Regions from separate parts of the Oryctolagus cuniculus genome. Here region 1 is linked to region 2. A link is a contact called in public Micro-C data. All regions are on one chromosome and are shown on one strand. The core of a region is the stretch at or near the end of the contact, and the rest is flanking DNA. Distances in the headings are between cores, read along the strand shown.

Region 1 (5,013 bases), core at 2,323-4,822, 140 kb after region 2:
GGAAGACAGGAAGGGTTTGGGGCAGATGCAGAAATCGACACAAGGGAATTTGAGGTCCAGTGACAGACTGGAGCCCCTAGGGAAATGTGGACAGAAAAAGCCATAATGGGTGTCTGGAAACTCCATGTAGGCAGAAGAAACTCATTGGGAGGAGACACACCCACGTTGTATGTCTCCTCTCCCTCATTGCAGGGCATACATGTCACCTCTAGTCCTCTGTGCACGGGGGAGGGTCTGCGCAAGGGAGGGGCCCAATATCGATGGCAGGAGAATTTAGTGAGGGACACTACGGCAGCCTTGCAGAATACGGGAAATGGCCACACACCACAGCGACGGCAGCAAGAGGGTGGTCCAGGAAGTTGGAGTGGATGTTGGAAAAAGAAAACACGAACTTCAAAGGTGACAGTGGGAACTTCTGGCGAGACCTGAGGTCTTTGATGCTGCAAACTCTGGTCCTAAGAAGACAGTTCCATGGGGAATACAGTCAGGCAGGAGCTGGTGCAGAGACCTGTCAGATGCATCCCTGGTGCTCTGCTTGGGGGAACGGGACTGGGAATGCTGAAAGCAAGTTCTTGTCTCCCCTGAACTCGCTTCTTGTCAGTTCTCCAGTCCTTTGGGTCCTGAAGAGGTGAGGACCATCTGGAAAAGCCCGTTCTCTGGGAAATTGAGCACAGAGATGGTTGTGAGGGTCAGGTCACCCGCTTCTGGCCAGGAAGGGCCCTTCCCATGAGCACGTTCAGGGTTCTTTTCCATCTTCCCCACTCCTGCAGGGCAAAAGGCATAGGAGAGCCAAGGGACTCCTTCTCTTGGCTTAGGGGTCAGGGGCAGCCAGGCAGTGGTGTTGGGACGTTAGTTTTCATGCAGGTCCTGATTCTCCCCAGGTCAGGAAGAAGGAAAAATGGATAGACTGAGGACCAAAGAGTTTTAAGATTGGTTTCTTTCAACTCCAGGGCTGGGTTCTCAGGGTGACAGGAGAGAAAGCACAGTTGGGGGGGGGGGTTGTTTATGTTGGAAGGCTACCTTGTAGCCTAACTGAATGAAGGCATTTTGGAATGTTGACTACAGATGGGGAGGGGAAGATAGCGAACAGTGTACAAGTAAGATTAAAAAAATTTTTTTTTGTTAATGTTTTTGAAAGGCAAAGAGACAAAAAGAGACAGATCTTCTATCTGCTGGTTCACTTCCCAAATGCCCACAACAGCCAGGGCTGGGTCAGGCTGAAGCCAGGAACCCAGAACTCAAGATGGGTAGCAGGGACCCAACTACTTGGGCCATCACTTGCTGTCTCCCAGAGTGTGCATTAACAGGAACTGTACTGGTGGTGGAGCTGGGACTTGAACCCAGGGACTCTGACATGGCAGGCAGGCAACACAAACTCCAGCCCATAAGCACGGTTTTGCTCAAAAGGAAGGAGCTCAACAGGAAGAAGACGGGGGCAATTGAAAGTATTATGAGACTTCAGGAGATAGAAAGAAGAAAGTGTCTGAAAAATATGAGATATTGAGGATAAATAAGCAAGATTTGGTGTTCAAGAATAGAGTAAAATTCTGGCATGCTGATAAATCCCTTAAGAAGGGAGGATGTGGTATACGTTTCAGAGTTTTTTTTTTAAAATAAAGATTTATTTATTTATTTGAAAATCAGAGTTACACAGAGAGAGAAGAGGTGGGGGGGTCTTCCATCTGCTGGTTCACTCCCCAGTTGGCCTCGATTGGCTGATCTGAAGCCAGGAGGCAGGAGCTTCTTCCAGCTGCCCCCTAGGTTTTAGCACTGGCACCCTAGGTTTCAGTATTAAGAACGCTGGAAGAAGCAACATTGCTTTCCAGTTGAAGTCTCTTAGGATGTAGGGAACAGATAGGAGATTATCTGGAGCAGTCATCTGTAAGTCCTTTTGGAATACTTTCTAGCCTTTTCTAGAAGGACCTCCAAGAACTTTGCTGATACATGATCTATGCTGAGACCAGTTGGGATTTGTTTTATCCTCCGAACAGGAAATTGGGAAATGGCAGTTGGTAGTTCTCTCTTGACACAAGGGCATTCTAACTTGTATCACAGTTTGTGTTTCTTTGGGTTCTTAATGGTGCCAGCTCTGTGCCTTGCTAGGTACTCTGTCAATAAATGTTGAAAGGATGTGAATAGTGGGGAGAGGAGGGAGAACGGGTCTCACTGGGGTCTTGGTGTGTTAATATGGCAGGACCCTCAGGTCACAACGTGATGGTATTCCACCCATAGGAGTGGACTGAGAGTGTTGGTCAAAGATCCCGGACCTGAGAGGGGTGGAGACAGGACGGCTGGAATGTTGAGAAGTAGTCTTTGGATGGCAATTTGTGATTACTGGGGTGTTCTGGGGCAAATTAAACTTTATGTAAATGTTTCATCTGATCAGCATGGTATCTGGTTAGTCTTACTCAAAACTATGAGCTGGAAGTAAACATCTGGAAAATACTTGGATTTTGGTGAGACTGGGGTGGAGCCCTAGGTTGGTGGTGCTCAGCTGCTGAGTGTCTGGAAATGACCGGATGAGGGAAAATAGGGTCTTAGACATCTAGACATCAAGAAACTGTTTATGCCAGGATACTGCTCTGGCCGAGGAAGGGAATAAGGTGTGTGCAAGTGGGGGCGGGTACAGGGCAGTGTGGGTAGCCTGTCTCTCCCAGCTCTGGGTGTTAGAACAGACTGACAGCTTCTGCAGGTGGGGGAGGTAGGCACAGGAGTATTATGGGATGCCTGGCTGAGTGGAGATGGAGCATTATGGGATGTGACACTGGGTTGTGCTGGGAGTATTATGGTATGTCTGCTTGACCACAGGTTCCTTGAAATTATGGGATGTCAGGGTGTGGGTGGGGGAGTAAAATTATTATGGGATGTTTTTGCAGTGTTAGGAAAGGTTAGATGTTCATCTGGGGGGGTGACAGTGGGGCTGCTGATCATTATGGGATATCTTTTTGACAGGGGGGGAGTGGAGCTAGAAGGAGAGCATGAAGGCTGGGCGTGGAGTTGTAAGCATTCTAGACCCTAGCCTTCTGGGACTGAGGGCAGCTCTAGGGGGTTGGTTATTATGGGATGTCAGTATAGAAAGTGGGAGACTGATTATTATGGGATGTGTGTGGGAGGAGGCCGAGTGTCCGTTGTAGTATGTGTGTGTGGGGGGTGAGTTTCTGATTATTATGGGATATCAAGCTGGGGGTGGATGAAGGGTGGTTATTATGGGATGTCTGTGGGGGGGTGGGGATGAGTATTATGGGATATGAGGCTGAAGTACTGGGAGGGGTGCTTATTATGGGATGGCCCTGGGGAGGGAGAGGTGATGAATTATTATGGGATGTTAGCATTAGAGCCAAGAGTGAAGAAGTTGGCAAAGGATGGTTATTATGGGATGTCAGAGAGAGGAGAGGGTTAGTTGCAAAAGGCCGGTAGTATTATGTCAGCCGCCCCCCCACCGCATATATGTATAAGGAGTGTGGGGGGGAAATCGGTGTGTGTGAGTGTATGTGGGGTGTCCGTGTGTATTATGGGATGGCCAGGAGGTGGGCGGTTGCCCGGGTGACGCGCGCGCGCTCGCGCGCTCTGAGGGGGCGTGGCCAATGGTTGCCTGAGCGACGAGGGGGCGGGGGTTGCCCGGGAGACCTAGGGAGGAGGGTGGCGGTAGTGGAGGGGGGGTTGGAGTTGGTTGAGGTTATTATGGGCTGTCCGTGGGGGGGCGGGGCCTGTGCGGTGGGATTTCCCGGCCGGTGTTTCGGGCCCTTTAAGAGGCGACGCCGGAGCCGGAGCCATTTTCCCCCCTTCGGCCGCGGCGAGGAGGAGCCGGAGCGGGAGTGACAACCGGCCGGACCCAGCACGACCTGCGGCGGCTCGAGGGTGAGGAGAGTGCCGGTTTTCCGCAGGGACGCTCCCCTCAGCCCGACAAACCCCGAGAGCCATCCCCTCAGCCGCTCCTTCCTCGGGCTCCTCAGACCCGCGGACCGCCCCCTGCCCTGAGGGGCCGACTCTTCCCTTCCCTTCCCTGCAGGGTGCCTGGCTTCCCCCCACCCCCGCCCCGCTCCCCGCGACCCCCGGCTCGGGCTGGGTCTCCCACAATGCCCGGCGCCCGCCCCCTCGCCCTTTGCTCACTTGCCCCCCGGGACACGTGGCCCGGCCCCCTTCCGGGTGGGCGCTCTCCTGCCCCCCACGTCCCTGCCTCCGGACCCCCCCACCCCCCGGCGCACCCGAGCCTCCACGCCCCCCTGGTCCCCGCGGCTCCGGAGCAGAACCTGAGTTGTCCCAGAGGACAGCCCTTGGAGAGCTGCCCTGTCTGGGAACTGGCCCCTCCCAGGGCGCAGGGAGGCGCCCCCCCACCCCCAAGTGACCTTGTGTCCCCGAGCGCCTCGCCGCCGGCCGCCTCGCCGCCCCCCCAGCCCGCGCCGCGGTCACTCGGACCCCCTCCCCCGTCACACCCTGCTTGGGCCGGGCCGGCTGCTCCCCTCCCCACGCCTGCACCAGTCTGTCCTCGGGGGCGTCGCTGCCTCTCTTCGCGGGGGCGCTTGTTGGGGCGCCGGCTTCCGGGCTGCCCCCGAGGAGTGTGGAACTAAGTTCAGCCTGAGTGGTTCGGGTGCCCTGCCGGGGTGGCTGGGGTTGGGGGGGTGGCGGAAAGAACGGGTGGGGGTGGGGGAGGGGGCCGGTGCGCGTCACTGACTGTTCTCTTTCTCCCCCCTCCCCCGCACAGTGACTCGGGCCAGTGTAGAGGGCCCCAGGCCGCAGGCAGGAGCAGCTGGGCCGATTCCCTGGCCGGGAGCAGCGGAAGGGGATGGCGTCGGGCCTGGGCTCACCGTCCCCCTGCTCAGCGGGCAGTGAGGAGGAGGATATGGATGCACTTTTGAACAACAGCCTGCCCCCACCCCACCCAGGTAACACCTTCCCAGGGGCCCGGGGGCAGGAAGGAGGCCTTTGTGCCCTCCCTAGTGACTGCGAAGGCAGGGCGTTGTGGCTGGCTGTGCAGAGCCCGAGGTGGAAGGGCATCCGAAGGGAGTGGTTCCC
Region 2 (5,489 bases), core at 2,730-5,229:
CAGGGCGCCCAGCCCCTGCTGCATCCCTGACAGCCCCTCTGGCCCCCGCGGCCCAGCCCAAACCTCCTCTTCGGCAGCTCTCTTCAGCGCGGGCCCTTCGTCATCCTCCTCTTCTTCTTCCTCATCTGAGGAGCCAGAAATGGGTCAATGGGGAAGGGCAGGCAGCTGCGGCGGGGACCCCCTGCGGTCACCCTCAGCCCTGCTCGGGCCTGCAAACCCACCCTGACTGCTGAGCCTCTGAGCCCGACCTCCCCTGCCCCTCCCCACCTTCTTCTTCTCCTTCATCCTCTTCCTCTCCGTCCTCGGCAGTCTCCTCCTCCTCCTCCTCGGCTCCGTTCTCCTCCTCCTGGAGGACAGACGACAAGGCCGGGTCACCCACCACCACAGGGTGACAACAAGGACCTGGGAGGGACCAAGGGACAGGCAGGAGCCCCCCCCCCCAAAGCAACTGGCAGGACAGTGACAGGGAGTGTACAGGTGGCTTCCGCCCGATGCCCCCAGCACACCTCAACCACCTCTTTCTTCCGCTCTTTCCGGCCGGCCTTCTCCTCCACTTTCTCCTTCTTCTCCTTCAGGTCCTGCAAGGGAAGATGTCACTTGTCACTCACCACAACTGACCTGCAGCCCTCAGCTCCTCCAACCCTGGTTCTCCCCGTGCAGTGAGCTTAGGAGAGTGACATGGAGAAGGGGCCACAGCTGAGCGACAGAACAAGGGTCCCAAGCTCCTTATGTCTGCGCCACAAAGGGACTGAGCACGGAGTCCTCCTTCCCCAAGTCCCCACGGAAGGGCAGTAGGTCGGTTCCCACCACCATCGAGGTCTTCCAAACCTCGCTGGCCCTAGAGGTCAGCTCGGCAACACAAGTCCCTCCATCTGGCCCGGTGCCCACGCCCTCCCCGGGGTCCCTCCCAGGCCCACCCAGCTCTGCCCTTTGTCTACCTCTGGAGCCTTTTCCTGAGCTCTGTCTCCTGGGCATCCCTCCCAGCTTCTAATAATGCCTTTGTTTCTCCCCGAGCCTCACGCTTGGCCAAACACCACAGGAACAGCGAGAGCACCCGAGCGCGTTCCCAGCACCCCCCTCTCACTTCCTCCCACCCCCACCCCAGACGGTCCTCTTCCCCTGGCACGTGCACTGCTGTGGGGGAAGAGGAGTAAAGTCGGATGGAAGAGTGTGGAAGGGAGCAGCGGGCAACAAGGCCTGGGCAGGAGGTGGGAGATGCACGCAGATGCAGGTGGCGCCTGTCTAGGCAGCTTCCCAGCACACAGCTCCGGGCCTCCTGCACCCTGGCTCCTGGCGGGCAGAGCCGCGATGTCCCAGCCTGATAGGCCAGCAGGAGCTGGCCACAGGAGAGTCCCCTCTGGACTCCACCCCAGACTTCAAATTCAGATTCCAGTCCTGTCCCCAGCCCGCCTCTGGCAGGCACTGGGTGACACTGTAGGTGTCCTTGTGTGATCTGATCTGGTGATGCTCACCGACTCCATGTGGCTGAAGTTTCCTGGGTGGGCAGATCACCCGGGAGGCCATGACCCATCTGGAACAGGACGGGGAATAGGAGAGGGGCCTGGTGCAGGAGGGGAGGGTCTCCAACCCCCTTCCCCCTCCAGCTGCTTTGCTGTCTCCATTTCTTTGCCACAAGGTCGGGATGGCATTTCTACCAAGCTCTCCCCTACAGTCTGGGCCAGGAGAACCAGGGGCTGGTCAGCTTTGCCCTGAGGGCCCTGGGCTGATGGAAGGAGGCAGAACACCAGAGAGCAAAGTCCGAGGGGCGGGGCCCCCCTCCCCTGTCCTGTCCTCTGGCCACTGTCCTTCCATGATCCCTCTTCCAGGAGGGCCTGTGACCTGGGCCCTAGGTCTGTGCTAAGCGGCTCCCTGGCCTCCATGCAGGGACACACGCCGATGCCAGCCAACACAGCCAGAGAGGAGTGCTCCGCCATGGGTGGCCACATGGCCCGCGTAGGGGCATTCCGCACCCACTCCTGCGATGGGCACGGGAGCCTGGCTGAGCCACTGCCACTCGCACCCACAAAGCGGCGACATGGCTCCAAAACAGCTCGTTCTCCACCCGCACACATGTACCTGGCACAGGAAGCCCCACACAGCCGCCGGATCTCAGACACACAAAGACACCTACACGGCGAAGTCACATGCCACATGCCACCGAGGGCCACACTGGCACACCTCGTGGGATCTCACACACGGCCCACCTCCCAACGCCTTGTGCGTCCTGCAGGCTCCCCGCTTTTCCCTGGCAGGCCCCGGCACCCCCTCCCCGGCGAGAGCGGGCTCCCAGCCCCCAAACCCTGGCCGCATTAATTTCCCCAAGCGACACGAGGCAGGTTCCTTAGGGAAATTAGAGGGAGGCTGGAAGAGACGCAAGGGCACAGGGACGAGGCCAGGAAACGGATGGGAGCGAGGGCAGCTGCAGGCAAAGCCACGCAATGCCGAGCCTCGGCCTTCGCGAAGGCGATTCCCGCCCTCCTGCAGGTTTTTAGGGATTCAAAATTATTTAATAGAGGAGGGGGGCGCCGAGGAAGAGAAAGCTGAACGCCAGTGGAGCAGAGGGCGGAAAGGAGGGAAGAACACAGAGGCGGCAGCCGTCCGGGGAGGGAAGCCAGCGGCGGCCGGGCCTCGAGGGGAGGGGCCGAGGGCGGCCGCCTCCCGGGAGCGTCCCGCGTACACTTCGGATTCCCCAACCGTCCGGCACAGGTAAGGGGAGGTCAGACTGGAAGCAGAAACGGGGAAAGGTCGAGGGGAGGGGGCTCCGCAAAGTAAGCCCCGGAGCGCTGCGACGGGAAACCGCAGGGGTAGACCAGGCGGCCGCGAGTGGGCCGGGGCGGGGTGGGGACGGCGGCGGGCTCCGAGCGCCGGGCGCGGGCAGGCTGTTGGCGAGGCCGGGGGCGCGGCGTGGCGCGCGGGCCGCTAGAGGGCGCGGGCGCGTACAGCGGGGTAGGCAGCGCCAGGCCAGGAGCTGGGGGGAGGGCGCCCTGGGGTCCGCCGGGACCCGGGCGCGAGGGCCGTGCGGGGCCGTCGGGGGCGGCGCGGGGCGGGGGCCGGCGCACATCCGCGGGGGGCGCGCGGGGTCCCGACCGCAGCCGCTCCCGCCCGTACCTTGGCGCTCAACTCGGCCGCTGCCTCCACGCTCTTCTCCGACATGGTGCCGGGGCCGGGGCTGGCGGGAAGCCGGGGTCCCGGGGCCGAGACGGAGGGGCCCTGGACGGCGGAGGGTGGCCGCGGCCGGAACCTGGTGCGGTGGCGGCGGCGGCAGCGGCAGAGGCGGCCGCTCTGCAAGCTGGGTCTCTGGAAGAGGCGGCAGAGGCGCGCGGGGTGGGGCGGAGGTGGGTCTGGAGCGGAGACCCGCAGGGCTGCGGCCGTCCGGAGGGCGGGCGGAAGGGCGGTGCGGGCGGTGGCCGGCGCGCTCTGGCCGCGGTCGCTCGGTCCTGCGCTTGCCGCCCCCGCACCAGCAGAGCTGCCGCCGACCAGCCGCTGCCGCCCCCGGGAAGGGAACCCGCTTATAAGGCGGCGCTGCCCGACGGGAGGGGCTTCCCAGGGGTGGGGCAGGCGGGAGCGGGGAGGAGGATGAAAGAGGAGGTTGGAGAGGTGGGGATAGGAGGATGAAAGCGAGGGGAGGGAGAGCGAGGGGCGGGAGGCAGGGCCGAGCCCGGGAGGGGGGAATGGAGAGACTGACGGCCGCGGAGGGAGGAGTGGGGCGAGGAGGTGGGAAGGGGTGGGGTTCCTGCGGGGAGGCACCTCTCCCAAATCCCAACCTACTGCCTGCGCGAAGGCCGAGTCTGTCTTCTGGGGGCGGACTCGAGAGGTGGCCAGGATCCTACTAACCCCGAAAAAGCCCTGACATTGTGATCCCGTGGGGCGGGGTGGGGTAGCAGATGGCGAGGCAGCGCAGGTATTTGAGAAAGCCAAAGCCGACGAGAGGCCGAGGGCTGCGGGGCTGCTTGCACACTACGTTGGCTGTCGGCGGTCATCTCCCTCTACAGGCTCGGGGGCCTGGGGAGGGGGTGGCAGAGCAGCAAGGGCACCGCCGGGCTCTCCGCTGCCGAGACCGACACGCGGGACCCCCGCTCGGTTCCCCCTTGACTCTTGCTTTCCCGTGACCTGCAGGGAGGCAGACCCTCCACCTGTCCCCGAGCTCACCTACTTGTGCGCCGGGCCCCTCTGTTTTCTCTGCAGCCCTCCTAGACTTACCTGACTGCCCTCGCAGCCGTTTGCCTGGCACATCTGCCCTTCCGACCTCACCTCCTCTCCGCGGCTCGCCCACCCTCTTCCACCCGCGCCCCTGTGCGTTCCGGCCCTCACTCAGTCGCCACCTGCTCTCTGTCCTTTGCCGATTTCCCTCAACTCTTCCTGCCCTCGTTTTCCCACAGTTGCCTCTCTGTGCTTTGCTGCCATCTTCCCCGGCCTGTCCTTAATTCAGATGCCTCCTTTGCAAATATCCTGCGGAGGCCAGGTCCCGAGCTCCAGCCTTGTCCTGCTGGAACCCCACACTTCCCCGGCGCCTTGCCCTCAATCTCAGTTTCTTGGGATCTCAGGGGTGGGGGCTGGGGTCAGGAAGGTGGGTGGGTGGAAGGCTGGGGTTTGGCAAGAGGTGTGTCTGGTGTGTGTACACTCCCATGTTTGTCATCAATATTCATCTAAATTTTAGTCCAGTTCATTTTCTTAAAAAAAAAAAAACACGCTGGCCGATCAGTCATCGTCATTTGACATTTGCATGCTCAAATACACCGCCGTCTGGTCCTTGGTGTCCACACCGCTCAGTTTCTCCGAGTCTTCTCCCGGCTTCTCAGTCTCCGTCTCTTCAGAGATCTGGGGGCCCCACCCAGTTCTTCCTTGCGGGACTCGGTCCATCTTTCCTCTGAGCTTTTTCCATTCCCTCTCTCAATCTGTCTCTCTGAGTCACTGGCTGATGTCTTTAGTGATCTCTCCCCATCTCTATCTCTGTACTCTCGGGCTTCATTTATCTCCCTCTCCCCCCTCCTTGGCTACCCCCCCCATCTCCCAGTCGCGCACCCTCTCCCTCCCGCCCTCCTGTTCCTCGCTCCTCTTCCCCCACCTCCCAGCCCCTCCCTCTGTCTCGGACACCCTGCTGGGCTCTTACCCTGTTGCCCTGGTAACCGCCCCCTACTCCGGTCACCTCCACTCCCCTCCCCCCTCCAATCACCGCCACTAACAACCTCCATCCACCTTCCTCCTATTTTTCCTGAGAGCCAATAGAAACCCTGTTGCCAGGTGGAATGCTCATTTGAATCAGCCAATCCAGGAGCCTAGCTGCTTGCCCTGCCTTATATGGGGATGTGAGGAGGGCCACTCCCCCCACTCCAGCCCCACAGGGGACCAGCCCCTCCACTGTCCTTTCTCCCCGCCCCTAAGAGAGACGGGGACCCTCCTTCTCCCTTTCTATAAGGGGCCAGGCCTCTCATTTCTCTCACTGGGACCACTGGGGTTAGTGTGGGGTGGGCCGGGCTGTGGGCTGGGCC

Evidence for each region. A called contact is a pair of places that touch in the nucleus more often than the background predicts.
Region 1: a Micro-C map of ear pinna shows a contact between it and region 2, with 2.1 times the contacts expected there. The contact joins the promoter of CHD4 here to the promoter of PTMS in region 2. A contact is called at or near these places in 2 of 6 Hi-C or Micro-C datasets (ear pinna and an unstated tissue).

Annotation. Positions count from the first base shown.
Region 1 is chr9:102,898,157-102,903,169 of mOryCun1.1, forward strand. CHD4 (chromodomain helicase DNA binding protein 4) reads left to right here and starts at 3,573. Exons shown (of 40, transcript XM_070049315.1): 1 at 3,573-3,858; 2 at 4,703-4,883. The coding sequence starts at 4,784. It overlaps LOC138843857 (a long non-coding RNA gene), which reads left to right. Exons shown (of 2, transcript XR_011378977.1): 2 at 1-1,479.
Region 2 is chr9:102,757,124-102,762,612 of mOryCun1.1, forward strand. It overlaps PTMS (parathymosin), which reads right to left and starts at 3,980. Exons shown (of 6, transcript XM_051849948.2): 1 at 3,962-3,980; 2 at 3,109-3,539; 3 at 507-578; 4 at 268-346; 5 at 64-125. The coding sequence starts at 3,980. It overlaps MLF2 (myeloid leukemia factor 2), which reads left to right and starts at 2,160. Exons shown (of 9, transcript XM_017343412.3): 1 at 2,160-2,706.